2 separate regions of the Manis pentadactyla genome follow, and region 1 is linked to region 2. The links are chromatin contacts, called in public Hi-C maps. All regions are on one chromosome and are shown on one strand. Each heading gives the region's core, a stretch centred on a gene start, on an enhancer-like site or on the middle of the called end of the contact. The rest is flanking DNA. Distances are from core to core; before and after follow the strand shown.

What was found. Hi-C and Micro-C count contacts between places; a contact is called where the count stands out from the background.
Region 1: a contact with region 2 is called in a Hi-C map of skin fibroblasts, with 6 times the contacts expected there. The contact joins the promoter of EFCAB14 here to the promoter of TMEM275 in region 2. A contact is called at or near these places in 3 of 3 Hi-C or Micro-C datasets (blood, fibroblasts and skin fibroblasts).

What each region holds. Positions count from the first base shown.
Region 1 is chr4:37,003,852-37,007,592 of mManPen7.hap1, reverse strand. EFCAB14 (EF-hand calcium binding domain 14) reads left to right here and starts at 2,223. Exons shown (of 11, transcript XM_057500181.1): 1 at 2,223-3,368. The coding sequence starts at 3,187.
Region 2 is chr4:36,849,116-36,852,558 of mManPen7.hap1, reverse strand. TMEM275 (transmembrane protein 275) reads left to right here and starts at 1,932. Exons shown (of 3, transcript XM_057501924.1): 1 at 1,932-2,110; 2 at 2,196-2,432; 3 at 3,400-3,443.

The DNA of each region.
Region 1 (3,741 bases), core at 974-3,473, 150 kb before region 2:
CTCTATCAATAGGTGATTACAAGGCGGGGCGGGGAGCGACGGTATAACTGGACCAGAGTAGTCTGGTGGGATCCCTTTTTGCAGCCAGACCATGAGAGACACGTGCGAGCAGAAGCGTACGACTCCTTGTAAGCAATAAGCGGGTTTCTCCCACTTTATTTCTCCCTTTGACTAACTTCAGTTTCAAACGTATTTTGCCCAGAACTGGGAAAATATTCCCCCACTGCCCCCGTAGTTACAGTGAATATAAAAATTACTTTAAGAGACTTTTTCCCAAGCAGTTTTCAAAGCACTTTGCTTTAAATATCATCTACATCTGATGACACCCAGATTTACATTTCAGGCCCCAACCTCTGGCCAGAGCTCCAAATGGATGTGCCAAACAGCCCATTTGAATGTTGAATTGATTTCTCAAGTTCACTCCAAACCTGCTCTCCCCCATCGCAGTAAATAGCAGTTCTCTTCTTCCAACTATTCCACACTAAGACCGTGGAGTCCTGTGTTAGTCTTCTTTTTTTCATAACTTTTATGTAATCTTTCAGCAAAAACTGTTAGTTCTATCTTCAAGAAGCATCCAGAACGTTCACCATCTCCTCTACTGCCACCTAGTCTATCATCATCTCTATCTGGACAGTAACAAACTGGTCTCCTTTGTCTCTAATTCTCTCCCAGTTTTCTTTTTCACATAGTAGCCAGAGTCATCTTCTAAAAATCTAAGCCGGAGCAGGCCTGTTTAACACTCAGCTGTTAAAACCAAAAACAAATGGAAACCAACCTTGAAAATTCCCTGAGTGACAAAACTAGTTCAGTCATAAAAACAAAGGTTAATTTAGCTTTAAGTTAGCAAGTTAACTTGACCTGGGTCATCTCTTACGTACGCCTCTGGAAATCATAAGCCAAACTTAAACCGTTTCCCAAAGTTGATATGAGGTAACCACTGACCAATTCCCTATCTTTTAAGGAAATTCTAATATTATAACCAGTCCCCGTGAAGATCAACAGTCACAGCTTTCTCACTCTAAGCTGCCTCATAACAATATACCCCTGAGCCTCACTGCATGTTTTGGTTTGAGTTCTGCCAGTCTGCACACTGCCTTTTTGGTGTGCACGTGATAAACTTTTAATAATCACTACTTCAGTGACCTACTGGTTTCACTTCTGCTATTTCTGACATTTTAACAGACTTAAAGCACCAATGGTTACCTAAGTCTTCACCGTGGTCCATAAAACCCTCTAAGATCTGGCCCCAATGCTTGTCTGACCTCATTCCCCAGTGTTCTTTTCCTCTTCAGGTGCAGCCATACCGGGGCTTCCAGGTCACTCCATCCTCATAGCCATTGTGCTACTCCCTTGTTCCTCCCAGTCTCTAATCAAATGTTCCCTTATCACAGAGGCACACCCCATCTCCTTATTAAGTTTCCTTTTCCTCATCTAATCTATCACCTCCTTAATATACTTGCCTGTTGTTGCTCTCCTCCCACTGAAGTATCAGCGGCAGGAATAGGGTTGGCAGATAAAATATAGGACACCCAGTTAAGTTTGAATTCCAAATTTTAAAAATAATTAACTTTTCAGTATGAAGATGTTCCAGACGCTGAATGGGATATACTTATACTTAAAAAAAAATCGTTGTTTATCCTAAATTCAAACTTTACTGGTGTCCTGTATTTTTATTTGTTAAATCTGGCGATCCTACGCAGGAAGGCAAGGACAGTAGTTATTTGTTCATTGCTGTATCCCAGCGCTAGAAGTGCTCCTGATGTGGTAAGCTCTCAATATGCGTGGAATGAATTAGTGTGTTCAACGGGGTCATTAATATGTAATACTCCTAAACTTTTAATAAACAGCATGCGGGCCAGAGGGGCGGAGCCTCTAGGCTGCGTCAGTCCAGATCACACCTGGGGACTCGGCAAACTGAACTTTCTAGCAGGTCGGGCAGCTGGGGGCTTGCCATCCACCGCCTGGGATCAAAGCAAAACAAAACTCGCTCGCGTCTGCTAAGCCCCACCACCCAGGAGGCACTCCTGGGGGCGAGGCGGGGCGGGGCGGGGCGGGGCGGGGCCTCCCCAACCCGCAGTCAGAACGCCCCCCCTCGCCTCAGCCCAGGCCCCTTTAACGTCCCACCTCCTCACCACCGCGCGCGCCCGGGTGTGACGTAACCGACGGGTGGCCAATGGAAGAGCGGCTTACTGGCAGGCGTCGCCGCCGCAGTTGCCGAAGGGGAAGTGAACCGGGGCCGGAGCGATGGCCCGGGTTTGGAGCCCGCGGCCGCCGTTGCTGCCATCAGATCGTCGGGAGCAACCGCGGCCGCAGCTGGAGCAGGAGTCGGAGTCGTGGCTTGAGTGGAGGCAGCGCGTGTGAGTTGCCGAGGTCACCCGTGCCGGAACACCTCAGACTTTGGGCAGGAGCGCTTCGGGTGGGCTGAGCCACCGTCTCCCCACCGCACCCCGCTCCCCAGGCCCCAGCAGCAGGGCCGGGTCTCTCTAGGCGCGGGATTGGCTTCTCTCAAGTCGAGACCTCCGAGCCGGGCTCTTGGTCATCCTAGGTCTTGGGTTCCCTTCAAACTCCGGACGGTAATCACCCCAGACCCTGGCATTTTCTCGGCGCCCAGGCGTTGTCGAGATTTTAGCGGCTGCCTCCTCCTACTGCCGTCTCTCCAGCTAGGAAGGAATTAGTGCATTCCCACTGTTGTGCTCGACACTTCCCCTTTCCTCCCATTCAAAAACAAGTTTCTAACCTCTCCGTTGGAAATCCTGCCCCGGAAGTCCAAAACACCTATCTGTGCGTCCTTCCCCAGTTACTGGAGCGCGCTTAGAAATATTATCTACTTATCAGGGCCGAGAATCTCTCATTCTTAACTGAGCTTTTTATCCCTTCGGAGGTAAAGGTCGGCCCCATTTCCACCTTATCTGACACTCCAAGCCCTGGGTCTTACCCATTTGGATCACCAACTTCCTGGCCATCTCTATGTGGCATCTGCCACCCATCTGAGTTCCAGGTTCCTTTGTGCTCCAGTCCCTATCCCCCAGCAGATCTGGTCAGTCCCACCCCTGGGTGGGACTGACCCGGGGCTCTGGCCCAGGATTCCCCACCCTGGAAGGCAGCCTCAAGGCAACGAGAGAATTGGGCGTTGGGTACGAACCTGGCAACTCGGGAGTGGGAGCTCCACTCACCCCACACAAGAAGATGAAAAAGCGCAAAGAGCTGAATGCATTGATCGGCTTGGCGGGGGACAGCCGGAGAAAGAAGCCCAAGAAAGGTTCAGGACACCGCCTTCTTCGCACTGAGCCTCCTGCCTCAGACTCTGAATCCAGCTCCGAGGAGGAAGAGGAATTCGGTGTGACTGGAAATCGCTCTCGCTTTGTCAAGTGAGTGATGCAGTGGTGGAGGGTGGGATGGGGAAAAGGCATCTCCTTGCATTACCAAGGGAGCAAATTGAAGGGAAGGAGAAGGGAGTTCTTAAGAAGAAAAAAAAGGTGAAGACCTTGGAAGGCAAGGACGGAGAAAAGATGTGAGGAAGAAAATGAGTTCAGGTTCTGAATGAATGATGAGTTAGAGATCTGCCACTTAAGTGTATAAAGAAAAGCTTTGAATCTAGGGTGAAGTGTGGACTTGGGGATGTGCCAAGAACCCTGAGAAACTGAATTGGGAGTAGCAAAGAATAGGTACAATAGAAGCAGAGAAGCTTTTGGGACTAGCCCTTTTTTAAAAGTGTAGGACAAATAGGGACCTTAAGATTGC
Region 2 (3,443 bases), core at 683-3,182:
TTCATCTTTCTGTGCCCCAATATCCTCATCTATAAAATGGGGATATAACAGTAATGCTTAATCTCATGTTGTGAAAATTAAATGAGATGTTACTACAAAGTGCTCAGCATAGCGCAACTAACTTAGTTAGCAATCTGAAAGTGCTAATTTCAGATTCTCAGCTAGACTTGTTTCTGGCTAAGATAGACTACTTGTATCATATCAACTCACTCACTGAGGATAACTAAAATGGCTGGATGAAACATTTAAGAAATCTCTTTAAAGCCTTGGGAGAGCTACCAAAGCAGTGAGGACTTGAGAGGCCAAGATCTCAGAGAGAAGAGAAGTCAAATTTGGTTTCTCTTTTTCCCCTAAGGCATTTTCCAGTTTGGAGAGGCAGTATCCATGGAGTGGGGAAGTCAGAATTGGAATTTAGGGCTTAAAAAGGGGTGAAGCCTTGTTCAGCACTTCTAGCTTTTAAATGGGGAGCCCACAGGACTATGCTCTAGGAGTAATAATTAGCCAGATGTAGACTAGACTCTGGAAAACAGAAGCACAGCTTCCAGCCAGGACAATCCCCTATTGGGTTAAGGTGGCCAGGAGGGAGATAACATTATCCACAGCCTTACGTTATCTCTACAGTTTTTCATACATAATGTTGGCCATTCAATACAAAATTTTCTGACATTCCAGAAAAGACTAAATAACCGAAAACCAAGAGCAATTAAACAGTAGAAAGAGGAGATCCAGATATTGGCGTTTTTAGACACAGACTTTAAGGGTTTAATGTGTTCAAGAAAATAGGTAAGAAGAGGGATTCTTTCAATAGAAAACTGGAATCTATGAAAAAGAATCAAGTGGAAATTGTAGAACTAAAAAAATATAACAACTGAAAAATTAAGAGCTGAATGGATGGATTTTACCACAGAGAAGACACAGGTAAAGAGAGGCTTAGTGAATTGATTGTAAATCAACAGAAAAACATCCAGACAGAAACAGAGGAAAAAAGGCTAGAAAATACAGAATTGAGTCTAAGAGACGTGGGACAATGTCAAATGGTTGAACACATACACAATTAGGGTCCCAGAAGGAGAGGAGAGAGAATGGGGAAAAAGATAATGGCTGAAAAATTTCCAAAACTAGGGGGAAAGTCAAGCCACAGACTGTAGAAGCACCAGGGAGCCCAAAAAAGATAACTACAGAGAAAATAACACCTAGGCACATCATAGTAAAACTGCCAAAACCCAAGACAAAGAGTCTTCCCTATAAGGGAAAAGAAAAGAGAGCACTAGATGCTGTATTCACCCTCGGCCTCCCCTCAAATGTGAGCTTTCAAGAGTTGCTGTGAGGTAAAGTGAAGAGTCAGACTCCATCCCCTCCACAGCCTCTGACCAAGTCTGCACAATAGGAGGGAAGACCTGCCATCATCAGATAATATCAGATATTGATGAGGTGGGGAAGAGCTTGAAAAGGGGAAGTGGGAAAACTTGGGAATCTCACAGCTCCTCTTGAGGACAACAAGAAAGTGCGGGGATTTTCCTCCACATCAACCCTAAAAGGATCAAACCCTTCTTTCTAAAATGAAGCAAGATTACATATGGTGTCACCCTGATCATGTATTCTCTCTCTCTGGTTTTGGAATGTCTTGTCTTCTTTTCCATCCAGCCACAAGGGCCCAGATACACTTCCCTCCCTGAGCCTCAATTTCCTTAGTTGTAAATTGTGACTGTTAATGAGTATCAAGCAGTTGTAGGGATTCAGTGATGTATGGATGTGAACACGCTTTGCCAACTGTAAATTGCTGTACCCCTTCAGTGGTTGCTGTTTCTGCCTGGCAGAGCCAACAGCTGCAGGTTAAAGACAGCAGATGGTTCATGCAAATGTGGAGCTTCTGAGGAATCCGATGTCTGCAAATGCACTCAAGGGTCAACATGTGCTTGCTTTGCCAGGATTTGGGGGTTTCTGACTTCCTGCCAGCTGGGTGTGTCAGCGAGGTGCTTCTTGCTGGAGCCCCTGTTTGGAACTTGCACCTCACCATGGTGCCAGGGGAGGGAACCCTGAAGTAATCAGATCTGGTCAGATATAGAGGTGGCCCTCCAGGCCCTCTGCTTGGGCCAAGCTGATGTCCAGAGTGCGGATGCCCCCTGCTGCTCCCTAGCACTAGCCTTTGTTTACACTTGCCTGTCACCAAATTCTCTGCAACCCTCTGTGTGCAGGCTTTGTACACTCAGGAAGGACAGCTCAGGGCCTGTCCCTGGGGCACTTTCACCTGAGGTACAGACCAACTGTTCTCTTCCCAAACTCCACATGACCAATGGACCTCCCAGATCTGAGACCTCAAAGGCCCTTCTTCTGTCAACCACCACCATGATAACAGGGCTAACAGTTATTGAATTCTATGATCCAGCCACTTGATTTAATTTAAGCATTTGATTATCACAACTTCCTATACGGTAGGCTCTGTTATTAGCTTCACTTTCCAGGTGTTAACATTGAAGCATAGAGTGTTAGCCCACTTGTCTTGGTTAGGCTCAGTTACTTATCCTGCATGTGCTGCTCCCACTGTGGTACCATCAATTCCTCCCCTTGCTTCCCCACTCAGAGACCTATTCTGACATTTCTTTCACAATTCTAACACAGCTCCATAGCTCTGATCTCATCCTTTGGGGGCCTTTATACCTGTGATTTCATGTTATACAACAAACTTCTCAAATAGAAGTCACAAATCTTTACACTCTGATTACATCACCCTTGCTTCTACCTTCACTCCCAGAATCAACGCACCCAGCAATAGATCCCAGAACCAGATATAACTGGAGAATCCTAGGGACGCCCAGCTCAGGGGGCAGGTCGTTAGGGCCTAATCCTGGATCTTGTAAATTGCTAGACCTCTCTGGGCTTCTGTTTCTTCATCTGGACAAGGAGAGGCTGGACCAAATGATTTCTAAGGCTTCTTCCACTCGGGGGAGGAATGTGTCTAAATCCCAATAGCTGCCACCTGCCCCCTAATTAGAACTGATGGTGTCATTTAATGAGCACCTATGATTATGGTTTAATGAGCACACCTAATGCGCTGTGTGGTCCGCTTTACAGCCATTGACTCCCTTGACTTCCTCATCAGCCCAAGGAGTCTTCCTGGAGGAAAGAAGGTGGAGGATCTGCCTATGTCTGGAAGACAAGAGGAAGCGTGGAGGGAGGGAGGGTGGCATGAAGAGCCACAAGGGACTGGAGGGACTGGGTGGGGAAACAACAGGGGACTCTTCCTACATGGGGTGGGTTGTTCCTTCCCAAAGGCCCAGGCAGGGGCTGGCCAAAATGACCTCTGCACTGGGGGACAGCGAACGTAGCCACAGAACCGAAAGTGGGGTTGGAGGCTTAAATGCCCCGCCGACCCCTTCCTCTCTCTCTCTGTGCCCACAGGACGACGGTGATCTCGACCCTCTGACACGTGGGCTGGTCCAGGC